Linked DNA regions of Mus musculus: regions 2 and 3 are each linked to region 1. The links are chromatin contacts, called in public Hi-C maps. All regions are on one chromosome and are shown on one strand. The core of a region is the stretch at or near the end of the contact, and the rest is flanking DNA. Distances in the headings are between cores, read along the strand shown.

The links. Hi-C and Micro-C count contacts between places; a contact is called where the count stands out from the background.
Region 2: a contact with region 1 is called in a Hi-C map of uterus, with 2.4 times the contacts expected there. The contact joins the enhancer-like site here to the promoter of Adamtsl1 in region 1. A contact is called at or near these places in 2 of 39 promoter capture datasets (cranial neural crest and liver), 5 of 484 Hi-C or Micro-C datasets (brain, cranial neural crest, embryonic fibroblasts and 2 more) and 3 of 115 datasets of contacts at active chromatin or transcription factors (astrocytes, embryonic stem cells and fibro-adipogenic progenitors).
Region 3: a Hi-C map of embryonic stem cells shows a contact between it and region 1, with 4 times the contacts expected there. The contact joins the enhancer-like site here to the promoter of Adamtsl1 in region 1. A contact is called at or near these places in 1 of 39 promoter capture datasets (embryonic stem cells), 12 of 484 Hi-C or Micro-C datasets (embryonic fibroblasts, embryonic stem cells, muscle stem cells and 2 more), 9 of 115 datasets of contacts at active chromatin or transcription factors (embryonic stem cells, fibro-adipogenic progenitors and neural progenitor cells) and 4 of 9 other capture datasets (adipose tissue, embryonic stem cells, liver and 1 more).

Annotation. Positions count from the first base shown.
Region 1 is chr4:86,052,173-86,056,488 of GRCm38.p6, reverse strand. Adamtsl1 (ADAMTS-like 1) reads right to left here and starts at 2,514. Exons shown (of 29, transcript NM_001368621.1): 1 at 2,369-2,514. The coding sequence starts at 2,431.
Region 2 is chr4:86,293,026-86,297,341 of GRCm38.p6, reverse strand. The region is part of intron 15 of Adamtsl1 (ADAMTS-like 1); the gene reads right to left. Among named protein-coding and RNA genes, the nearest start is that of Gm33730, 150 kb to the left of the region's middle. Within about 2 kb of position 2,256, at least 31 of the 459 cell types and tissues checked have an H3K27ac peak or open chromatin away from gene starts, as enhancers often do. A contact at or near this core is called in uterus, where this site is marked.
Region 3 is chr4:86,181,530-86,185,845 of GRCm38.p6, reverse strand. The region is part of intron 4 of Adamtsl1 (ADAMTS-like 1); the gene reads right to left. Among named protein-coding and RNA genes, the nearest start is that of Adamtsl1, 130 kb to the right of the region's middle. Within about 2 kb of position 2,010, at least 41 of the 459 cell types and tissues checked have an H3K27ac peak or open chromatin away from gene starts, as enhancers often do. A contact at or near this core is called in embryonic stem cells, neural progenitor cells and stem cell-derived neural progenitor cells, where this site is marked.

The DNA.
Region 1 (4,316 bases), core at 1,265-3,764:
CAATGAGATGAAGGCTATTTTGATCAGGCAACAACTGAGCTTGCTACCATACAGGATACGCGCCCTTAATTCTAATACTAGACAAGACTCTTGTAGTAGGTGAAAGAACGGTAGAAATAACAAATCCTCAAATTCAGTTTCTGGATCAAGACTGAAAGTTGAGCTGATGATGTCACACTTCTGGTTCTAAGTCAACTACAGGTCAGGCTAAAGTTCGCTTTTTCTTAAACCAGCAATTCATTTTGGCTGCAAAGCTAAACAAGCATTTAATGACAAAGCACAATGAGTGCCTGTCATACTACACACATCTTTAAAGGCCTTAATGATCTATAAAACTTATACATCTCCAATTAAGAATATGTCCTTAATTCTTGAGCACTTGCTATCCACAGTATAAAGTACACATAAACAAAGCACATATTTCTCATTTGTAAATGGGCTTAAAATGATCTGATTCACACGGCTATTGTGAGGAGCCACTAGAATGCTTTACAAGCAACTAATCTAGTGTTTGACACTTCCAGACACACTCCGTATGACAGCCATTATAGTTCTTTTCTTTCTAGCATAGCCTTCAAACTTGTAATCACTTAAACATATGCATAAAACAAACCTGGGTGTGAGATTTCATTCTAATTCCATCATATAAGCATTGTAATTCAGACATATATTAAATCCTTTTGAAATTGACACTTTTTTCAAGGTGAGTCTACTTAATTGCTCAGTTACCTATATGAATATTCAAGATATGAAAAGGGAGTGTAATGCATTTACCAAATGAATAGAAATCAATTGGCTGCTGAATGAGAGTGTTGTTTAATCATATTTCCACATGAGAGAAACATGGCTAGTAATGTGAACTAGTAATTTGCTTTATGATGCCATTTAATGGAGAATAACATACACTTTAAAAACAATCACAAAGAAGGAAAGATGAGACGAATTAATGATCTATGCAAGTCACAGATCCCATATGGAAAAAATGAGACAGCTCTCTCGAACTGCTTGCTCCACAGCCGTAAAGGGCACCTCACACACCGTTCATTTCAGTCCTGTGTGAAACCAACATCTACTCTACTCTTCCTAACCCTTTACTTGCTGTTTAAATGTTCATGCAAGCTGAAACTATTTCTAATTGCAAAGTAGTGGTCCCCATTTAAAGTGACAGTGATGCAGCTGATTACAATATGACATTGTAAGAAATAGCTCCTTGGTGTCTGGTCACTATACCCCACTGATCCTCCCGGAGTTTTCCAATTTGTAACAAATGGTTCCCTTCTCTTCATCAAAATTCCAATGTCCATCCAATTTGTCAGAATCAAAGCAGAACAAACTAACCTTTCCCCATCAACAAAACAATGTGTCTTATACAACGGTTACACTTTTACCTTCGTCTTCTCTTTCTCTTCCTTCTGAAGTAGTTCTGGTGTGTCATAATTGTGACAGGAAGAGCTAGAGTCACGTTTCTTTGCAATCAGAGTGTGCACATTTTGGAATCAAACTTTCAGATGAGGTTTACTAAACTGCTTGCCCAGAACACTCTGGTTTAAAAGAAATGTGCATTGCTATTAATATTTTGAGTGTAGATTTTTTGGACAGTATATGTTCATTTTCTGCCCATAAAACCAAGTATGAGTCACAATGGAACATTTACTTCGAGTCAAAAATGCAATGTGTGCTGATGTTCAAGAGAAGAGCCTTATCGCTGGGGCTGGAAATCAGCAGGACAAGGAGTCCAGGGATCTCTATTTGCCTTCAGAAGTAGATCTGAGATCAAAGACTTTAATCTTCAATTCATAAACATTAGCATTAACTTGAATCCATAAATGTGTATAGTAATTATGGGTTATACTCTGGTTTGATTGTAAACAGGGCTCTCGTTCCTTCCTTTTTCACCTGGTTCAAGAGTCTTTATGTATGGAGGAAAATAATTCACACAGGCACTGGGGAAACAAGAACCAAGCAAGCTCCTCACCGCCTAGCCTTCAGAAACCCCAAAATCACCATAGTGAGTTTGATCTCAGGACATCTGTCCTCAGGATCCCATGCTAACACAGTTATTTATATAGTTTTCAGCACATAATATCTGCAGAAGAATACCCTGAATTTCAAGTCTCAATATCAGTATCATTCACTAACTCTAAAAAGTCTTTTATATTTGATTTTGCTGGGAAAGTTGGGGTTAAAGTTCTCAAAGAGTTGAGGTGTACTTTGTAAGCCATGAAAATTCTTTTACCTGGAGTTGGAAGATCATACACAGACAGACAGAAGTACACACACACACACACACACACACACACACACACACCCTCCAGCAGCACCCAGACCAAGTGGCAATAGTAACGTATTGAAATGAAAAGGCATTTACCAGGAGTAGGAAAGCCAGAACGAGCAGCGGTGTGCCAGGAGCTGCCCGACGGCAGCATTCCATACTTGGATCTTTGCCGGAATCCGAATCGGACACTGAATAAGCTGCTAAGTGCTCCTCTGCCCGCTGCTGTCACATCCAGTGCTGGGGCTCACACTCCAGCCCTGCCTATCAGCTTCCATCAGCCCCGCTCACATTTCCTGAGCGAGGGTGGGTGGGTGGATGGGTGGGGGGTAAGCTGAATGGAATCTCTCTAGAGCAGGCAGCCAGCCAATCAGACTCCTGCTAATCAGACATGCTGAATAACAAAGCGGTTGGGGGGGGGGTGCGCAGAGAAAGTGAACAGTGTGAGCAGAAAAGAGAGAAAGGGACTGAAAGGCAGGGGAGCAAGGAGCTGAGCCCGAGAAGAGGAGAGATAGATGTGCACTGGCAGAAGCGCAAAGCTCAAAGAGGAAGCAGGGCTGCGCTCTGAACAAACCTGGTTAGTGCTCTGTGAGACGCGATTCTGTTTGCCATTTGCCTAGGCTGGTGTCTGTTGCTCTGGAAAGTACAGTAGCTCCCTGTGACGGTGTATTGTTCCATTCAGGAGAGAAACTTAATCCCCGTCAATATAGAACATATGCTATAAAGGGACCAAGCCCTAGTCGGGACTGAATGTGCCCTTTAAGTGTATTCGGTGCTAGCGTTCTCTTCCTCTTCTATAAAGTGCCTTTTTATTTTCCCCTTTGAGTTTGGAAAAGAATACTATAGATGGTTTGGAAAGGTCCTAACTAAACCTAACAACGGCTTTAGTTATTTTCTGTATTGGGGTCTTGGTTTAAAAATAAAGGGCTGGCAAAACCTTTCTTTGTGGATTGACAATTTGAAACATCCAATACTTACAAGTTTAAAGGTACAATAAGACTCATTTAGAGCCCCTAGTTTAAAAGAAGCCCTTGACAAAGACTCCAGGATGAGGATGTTGAAATTTGTTGTGAAACAAGTGCTGGGTTTTGACACCTTGACAGCTTTTAATTATCTGATTTAACCCATGACAGGAAAGAAAGGCTGATTTAACCCTCACTTAACCCCAAACATTCTTCATCGGACACCTGACTCAGGCTTTCTCAGAGCTGCTATGACAAAACAACAAAATTTTGAGTGGGGTACCACCTCTTTCCTCTTCGCAGTGGAAATAGGGCCAGGCAGGTTGACCTCTGAGGTGCAATCCAGCTGTAGGAAGTACTAATGGGCTCCAGAGTGTCCGCATGGCTACGGGAAAAGGCCCGAAGATTGGGAGCCTGTTTCACTCAAATCAAGCAAAGCCTGAACGGGCCAGGAGGGTTTTTATTAATATATTAAACAAGTGTTAAGTATCCAATAAGGTTGTCTTTCCTCCTTATCAGTCCAGGAACACCATTTCGGATAAAGAATAAAGCAGTGAGCAAAGCCCCATTTCCACAGGAGAAGAGTTTCCTTGCAGATCTGTCAGCCCAGAAATACCCAGAGAAGGCAGAGGGCACTTAGAATGCATGTTCTTCCCTCTCATTATTAAAAAAACTACCTCACTGTAATAGGCGTGCGAATCCAGGCAGGTCTGCCATATACACACCTGCCTGAGGCTTTGCAAAGAGGTGGAGAAAAGCAGGTTGTTCAGCTTTGGTTATTCCTTCCATGTGGTGTATCGATCTGAGAGGAGGGTTTTTTTTTTCTTTTTTTCTTAGATATTTTCTTTATTTACATTTCAAATGCTATCCCAAAAGTAGTTCCCTATACCCTCCCCCACCCTGCTCTCCTACCCATCCACTCCCACTTCTTGGCCCTGGCTTTCCCCTTTACTGGGGCATATAAAGTTTGCTAGACCAAGGGGCCTCTCTTCCCAATGATGGCCAACTAGGCTATCTTCTGCTACATACGCAGCTAGCAACATGAGCTTTTAACAATCCCACTTTCAGCCTGTCGTGAAAGT
Region 2 (4,316 bases), core at 1,007-3,506, 240 kb before region 1:
TTTTCTGATGCAGAACATTTAGCATTGCCAAGTCTCCTCTTGGTGTTTGTCTTAGTCACTGTTAGATTGCTGTGAAGAGACACCATGATCAAGACAACTCTTATAAAAGAAAGCATTTAAGTTTCTTAAATTTGGGGGTTCCTTAAGTTTCAATATTGTTACAGTTTCAAATATTGTCCAAAAGCCTTGGACAAATCTTTGAGTGCCATTAACTCCAGGACTTTCTAAGTTGATGGTAGGGAAAGCCAAAAAAAAAAAAATGTTTTCCCTTTGAAGGTGCTGCTTCAGTTCTGTTAACTGCTTTGTAAGGAGTAAGATTTCTGAACTATAAAATCCCCAATGTTTCATCATGACATCAGGATTTCAAATATGTGCATCTGAGGCTAACTCAGTTGGACCAAGCATGATGGTATGATCGAGGCCCCAGATAGAATCCAAGCACCAAAGCAAAACAAAACAAAAACTCAAACAAACGAACAGATAGTCAGGCCTTGATCATCTCTAAGAACTGGCATTCCCAGCTTCAGAGAACAAAGCAAGTTTTGTCCATGACTATAACCACAGCACAATGCCTGGCACAGGAAACAGTCAATAAATACTTAGTTAATGGAGACTGAACAAAGAGAAATTCTGATTATCTTTAAGGGCATCATAAACTTCTAAGTAGAGGGATGCGGGGTGTTTTATAGTCTTTGCACACAGACAAATGTAATCAAGGTATGGTGAAAACATTTACCATTTCAGTCTATAGCTGACCTCAAGTTCTGAATGCCAGGCCTAAGTGCTTCATATGAAAAGTGAAATCGCAGTCTCCCTAGGGTTCTTTATCATGGAAGCCAGTTTCTGTTTTGTGCAGAGATGTTTCTCTGTGTTAAATTTGGTTCCAGGTTTGTTTTTCCTAATAGAACCTATGCATATTTTCTTTCTTATTTGCAAACCTTTTATTTTATAGGAAATATAATCCTTATCTTCAAAGGATCTCAGGATGGTAGTATGGGGAGGGCCTCAGTGATCAAGTAACACTAGCTAGCTTGATCATGACTTCCTTTTTGATCCCCTTACCTGTAGCACCATTATCCTGACAAGTTGACAGGCTCAGTCAGCACATACTGGGTTACTGGAGGGGGGCAAACAAAATGCCGACATTTGCATTGCATTTTGTCAATGAAAATATTACACAGACGATACCATTTCTGATTCTACATGAGAAACAATTGCGATACAATACATAGGTGGTAGGTAATAAAAGCTAACCATCACTGTTTTTATTGGCTTGGGTGGTCAGCACGGGTCATCTCTATCCAAGAAAGACTGGCCCTTTTATGACCTTGTTTAAGCTTCTTTGTTGAGCTCCACTTACTGTAGGAAATACAGTCTAAGCAGCTTTAGGACCGGAGGCCTCCATGGGTGTGGCCTCTGCCTGTTCTTTATGGCACCTACTTCTTGTCCTTTCCTTTGTGTGAAAAAATGTTCTCTTTCCTTTGCCTGGATAAATCCTGCTTTTATGCTTCATCATACAGCGTGGGCTCTAGCTCCTCCAGGAAGAATCAGCCCTGAGGCCTCAAGCTCCCTTGGAACAATTGCTGTTTTGAGGTTGTCCCTTAACAGGTGACATCTTCAAGATGGGGTGTTGTGTTCTGAGGACTGGTACCAAAAGCCTGCTAGACATTAAGATGACTGCCTGTTAGTAAGAGTTTATTACTCTAAGGGCATCTGAACATGTCCTCCAAATCTGGACTTAATGCCTGTGGATGATGGTGAGCTTTGGTGTGCTTTCTCTTTTTGAATTTAAAAGTTAGTGTGGACAGAGCTGAGAAGCAGCATGTCAGCATATGGGAGCTTTAGGGAAGCAGCAGAAGGTAAACCAGTCTTCAGAGAGCACGGTGAAATAACAGCCTTTAAAACAGGACCAGGGTGCCTGCCATGCTTTGAAAGCTCCATTGACTCAATGAAAACACGGCTGTCTTAAAAGGCGACACCTTTCGCTCTGGCCATTTTTAAGGGAATATAAAAGAAAAGTTGAAATTGGAAATCACGTGCTGTCAGTGTGCATGGGTCTTGTTAGTGCACAATAAAGTGGGTGTTCTGGTCTGCTTTTAAAGAGAGGACTCTTTGACCCTAACAGTCCCTTTAAATAAGGATTCTCAGCTTCTTTGATTCTTGTTGGTTCTCAGAAAGGTCCTAGGACTGAGCAGAGATTAGGGCTAGTGCAGAGGGTGGGGAGAGGGAGAGGGAAGAGACTGAATACCATTCCTGGAATTAGGAGCTCCCCCCTCCACTGTTTATCTCCCCGGCACCACTCAGCTGTTCTCTGTTGCACAGAAATAAAAGTTTAGTTTAAGAAGTATGTTAGAACAAAGCTGCAGAAATTGCCTGGAATTTCCTTCATTTTCAGCCATCTGGCTTTCATTTCTAACTCCGTTCCCCTCCTCCACATACATTTACCAAATCTTTTCAACACACACTGGTGGAGCTATCAAATGCTTATAATTAATAACAGTCATACATTTAAAAAAAAAAAAAGTAGTGCTTTCTGGTTTTCTTTGGCTGCTCATGTCACTGCTATTATAAACCAGGGAGATAGTAACTTATTTATTAAGACTTAGCTCAAATCTAATCGAATTTAAGTCTTGAATTTAAAAAATCATGCTTTCATGGAAATTATGACTATTGTTTCTCAGCTAAACTAAAAGATGACCACGTATTTCTCTGGGTGATGATTGTGATTTTGTTTTTTTTTTTTTTTTAATTTTTAATTTTTGAGGCAGACTTGGGTGCTCAGGTATTTTAGGCAGGCCTGGTATTCATAATCCTCTTAATTTGATATCTGAGTTCTGGAACTTTAGAATTGTGTTTTTATACCTAGCAGAGTGTGTGTGTGTGTGTTGGGGGTACAGAGTATTTGAACCCAAGGCCTTATACATGCTGGTCAAACATCCTGACACTGAGCTACACCGCAGCACAGATCTTATTATTGTTTTTGTTATTGACAGAGTCTCACCCTGTAGCCTATGCTGGCCTGGAACTATGCTGGCCCAGGCTTACCACAACTCCATGGCAATCCACTTGCCTCAGTCCCTTAAGTACTGAAGTTGTCGCCGTGACTCACTATACCCAGCATTATAAAATGTTTCCCCATTTTAAAGAAGAGAATGAAGATCTAAAAACGTCCATAGCCCTTCAAAGGTTAGTGAGAAGTGGCCCAAGAGGCTTGGACCACAGGTCTACATCTACTTGCTCATCGTTTTGAATGTCTCGGGGATGGGAAAGCTTCATAGCTCATGAGTGGGGCTGAGTGAAAACTTGAACCTTCTGAGCAATAAATGCAGTAAGATCTTGTTTACAAATATCAGAGCCTTGTATATTTGTGTATGTTCACAAACATATATAAATTTATGAAAGGTAGTCTTGATGCATATATACCAAGCCACCAGCATATCTCTCTCTGGGCAAGAAAGGGAGCAAAAAGTGACTAAGCTGGTTAAGGGTGGGGTTGGGGGGGGAGGTTACCTTTCTGCCCTGATTACTACTGCTGTGCTTGAGGAGTTTTAAAAAAATCTTTTGTTTTAAGGAAACAAATACAGTCTGAATGCACTGTAATCACATCATTTTACCTTTCTTTCCCCCTCCAGTTCTTCTCATGTCCCTTCACCTCATCTTGAATTCATGATCTCGTCTATAACATTGTTAGATTGTTTTATATGCATACACACACCCCCATACACACCCCCCCACACACACACACAATCTACTGAGCCTATTTAGTGTTGCTTGAATGTACATGTGTTTAGAATTGACCACTTAGGATTGAAAAACCTCTTAGGGGGTTCATCCCTAGAGAAAACGGATTCTCTCCCCGTCAACTTCTATTGGTTGCCTGTAGTTTCTCACCCAGAGGTAAAGCCTTACAAACTTTTCTCCCATACACAGTGGCATGTTGTTTGGTATGGTCACTGTGCGGGTCATGTGCAGGCAACTATACTGTTGAGAGTTCATGATGGCAGCATCCCTGATATGCATCAAATCGTCAAAGACACTATCTCATAGTAGCCATTTTGACCCTCTGGCTCTTCCCATCTTTTTACCTTCTCTTCCTTGATATTCCCTTGAGTTTTAAAGGATAGGTCTCTTCATGAGCTACTTAGATAATCAGAATGCCCAGAAAGTTTTGTTTTTTAATAAACTGGTAACAGAGACTAATTTCTTTCCCCACAATGGCTCTTGGCTTCTTTTTAAAATCTTCTCGGAGCCAACCACACTCACTGATGGCACACTGGGGAAGAGGATACAGCCTCTGAGACTCAAATTGCTTATTG
Region 3 (4,316 bases), core at 761-3,260, 130 kb before region 1:
ACATGCAGAGGAGAAAGGTGTACTAGGACATTGTAAATGACGGCAGTGAGCCCAGTGATAGAAAGAATGAAAAAATGAACAGGACTGGGGAAGGAATGGGGTGTTTGTGAATCATATTCTGTGTGTTGGGTATGGTTTGTCCTTTATAGACTTCATGTAGACTGGACAGTAGATCACAATCAATTTTGTGACTATACATAAGACATAGCCAATCAACTTCCTAAGTCGCACACCTAGAATATGACAGTTGGGATTCTGACCTTCTAATATATGCTTCCTTATCATTCTCCATCACTCAAGACACTGGAGGATGTGTACAAAGAGCTGGCACTAACCAGCGGCCCAAGTGAGAACACACTGTTTATTGCAGAGGCTTCTGAGGAAGGCTTCTTCTGACTCTCTGTTTCAAAGCCTAGCCCACCAGCAACCTCTCACTAATGCTGCCCTGGTTTCTTAGCATCAACTCAGAGTCATTCTTGGGACAAGAAGATGTAACCAAAGAAAAGTATTTAGGAGACAAAATACTCCCCCCCCCCCCACACACACACCAAGGCTTTTCTCCTGTGTGAGAACCACCCCTCTCCTAAAATTGTGTTTCTGGGGGCTAGAGAGATGGCTCAGCAAGTTAGAGCACTGACTGCTCTTCCAGAGGTCCTGAGTTCAATTCATAGCAACCACATGGTGGCTCACAACCATCTGTAATAGTGGGATCTGATAACCTCTTCTGGTGTGTCTGAAGATAACTACAATGTACTCACATACATAAAATAAATAAATAAATCTTTTTTAAAAATGTGTTTCTGATGCTTGGATATAGTTTAGCTTCAGCAGTGACTAGGTTATTACCTGAGGACATCCTAAAGGAGAAATTAATGATGACAAAGGAAGATGAGGGTCCAGAGAATAAAAAACAACTGAACTCAGCCCAGACACTTCTGAACTATCTAACCCCACAGAGACCTTCTCTCATTAGAGCGTGCCAAAAGCCAGTGATTATCATCCCAGTGTGAACTTCCAATTTGAAGCACACAGTGTCAGAAGAAGAGGAAAAGTCAATTCGGAAGCATGCTGACTCCAGCATCCACCTCTCGTTTCCAGGGGTCAGGTCTTATAGCTTGTGGGCAAGCAGACCAAGTGCCACATCGAATCATTACCTCAGCTTTGCCTAGGTCGACTATAACATACAAACTTTGGAGCATGAGAATAGAGCATGCTGCCATCATGGGAATGTTCCACTTGGGAAAGTTACTACATTGCACAAAAGGAGAAAAACTGTCCCTCTTATCTTCCAGAGTAAGAGGATGCGGGAGAGTTATGCAAGCCGTCTGTACACTACCCATCTGCCCCAAGGTTCAGAACTGTTACTAGCATCAGTATGTTCCTCTCCAGCCATGTCTACATGCAGCTCTGATTTCTGATCCAGAGTAAAAGCAAAATTCAAAATAAAACAAGCTAATACCCAAATGGCAGAATCAAAAGCATCCGATGTCATTTCTATTCTATGTTTTTCAAAGTAAAATGCAAAATCCACTGGTTTCTACAAACATATTGTTACCTTCAAACAAACCAGACCAAGCTTGCATTCCTGTTTGGATTACAGTTTAATGCCTGGTTAGAAACTGTGTTATAACTAACAGCTTTCTTGATTACTGTGCCAGCCATGGAGTCTAACTAGATATTAAGAGCTCCATTTTGTAAGCAGTCATTTAAATTGCAGATGTGGCTTCAGCTGGCCCAACTTGTGCTTGTAATCATAAATCAACATGTGATGGGTGAGGAAGCTGCCATTCTCTGAACCGTCTCATTAGAATGCAAAGAGGCACAGCTACACTTTTGTTTTTCTTTTTGTTTTTTCCCATGCAGACATGCATGTCACTGTTTTCATGGCTATTTTCTGAGTTTGGGAACAGCAGAGGGGCAAAAAGGAGGGGAAGAGTCCTGGGGAGGGGAATTCCCAGAAGTGCTGGCATCATGATCTCCATCACAAAGAGCAAGCCTCTGCTCTGCAAACTGGGAGTGGCATTGTACTCTCTGTGGGAGGGTGAGAGGCTTAAAGGTCACAGCTGTGCTTTCAAGGGTGTTATCAGTCCAACTCTGGGGGAATTGTGGGTATAGGACTAGGAGGTGAAGTGCCTGAAACTTAAAATGGTGTAGCACTGGGAAACCACACACACACACACACCCCACCCCCTGCCCTGCCCCAACATGCAAGTCCCTTGGGATTTTAAACATAGAATTACCATGTGATACACCAATTGACTTCTCTGTATAGACTTGAAATAACTGAAACCACAGGCATGAATAGGTACTTGCATGTCTAATAACAGCGTTATCCACTACTGCTGGAAGCAGAAAATGTCCATCCAGGTGAGAGGGTAAACAAAATTTCATCTATCTCAAATATTACCATAAAAAGAATGAGATTTCTAATTTAAGCTAAATTGTCTAAATAATAATTTCTGATCACATGGATAAACTTTCGGCATTTTAGACTTCCTAAGTTGGGGGGAAAAACCCCTCACATTGGGCAGAAAATTAACTTTGTATGATTTCACTCATATGAGCACTAAAATAAATAGACATGGGCACTAGATTGGCAGCTACCAGGAGCTCAAGTGAGGGGAGAGTGCGGAGTTATTCATTAATAGGTGTGGCACTTCATTTGGGGGATGAGCAAGTTTTAGAGGTGGGTGATAGTAATGGGTATATCACAGTGTTAATGAGCTCACTATCACGGGACCAACATACTTAAAAGAGGGTAAATTGGTAAATTGTATGTTACATCTGTTTTACAACAATGGAAAAAGGAGACAAATTTACACACACACACACACAAATAATCAACACAAGGAACACACAGATGGAACAGTGTAATTAGATGCACTCGTACAAGTAAACATGTGATACTGTTTGGTTTTGGTGCAACTCTGTAATGATGTCCTTATTCTGCCCTGCTCAGTCTTGTGGCTTCTTTATGTGTTCATGGAAAGAGAAGCTTGTATGTTTGCCTTTGCCATTCTTTTGCAGAGCCAGATCAATATTCAACTATATGATGTCTATAGTCCAGTATAGTATCAAGAGATCTCAGAGCATGGTATACTTTGGAATTAGAAGATATAAATGGAAATTCAAGTCTTGTTATTTATCAGCTATGTGGCTCTGTCCATGTCACCTCATCTGTCTGTTCCTTGGCCTATCTATCTGCAAAGTATAGCAATCACTCCTCTAAAAGATGAAGACTCCATGCAAGAACGCAAAGCTCTTAAAGTTTAAGGATGAGACCAGCTACAATGGCTATTAATTATAACAAAAACAATAGCAGCAAATTAGCTGAAGGAGGAGAAGACACAAAGGAAAGAATACTAAAGTGTCTTAAAAACTGCTCTGTGATATTCTTCAAGAGCCCAAAACTTGGAAGACTCAACTATACACAATACTCATATCTTAAAAAATTCAAACACAATTAAAAAAAGAAATCAATAAAAATTTTAAAACTTGCAAAAAAGAACAAAGTATAATGATACATATGTTTAGTAATACCATGGTGATACTTATTACTCTGAATGCTAACTTAAAAAATAAAAATAATCTCAAATATAGGTGTGAAAAAATAACTGAGCTCTCATTTCATGGACAAGATTATTATTCACTATTTATGTGATTTAGTTTGCCCTCCTAGAAGATACACACAGCTCCAAGACTAATAAGAAAATTGAGACTACTGAAAGATTACAAATCAAACATTCATAGAAAATTCACCATCACGAATAAACTGGGCCTGGGCATGGCCCTTCAAACCTATCACTTCTCTGTATCCTGCAGATTTATCTTCATGGGTCCAGTACCTTTCTATGAGGGTAGAAAGTCTCCACAAGCTATGCAGGCATGATGACAGATTATCTCTAGGAACTCATTCTTTTATCAGTATAAACAACTGAGAATCTCTTGCGTCTTATAGACTTGAGTAGCAGAATGAAAGGGTCTTATGTGCTGTGTTTGGGATACAGATGGGGCTGATATCTCATCAGCCTGAAAAGGGGTGATGGAGGAGGTGAGATGTGAGCTGTGAATTACAGAATGGCAGCAATGCTTTAAAACAATAGAGGCAGGCTGCCAAGGTCCCCCTCCCCTGCCAAATCGGAACCAGACTGGAAGCTGGGTCTGGGGCTTGAGTGCAGGTGGGTCCTGATTTCAGTGTGGTACTGAGCTAGCACATTCCTCTAGGTTTCTAAACAGAAACTCCTTTCCTAGAGCTTCACAGAGTCTTGCTGGAATCCATTAAGAACTTGTTTGAGCCCTGGTGAACTTTTGGCTGA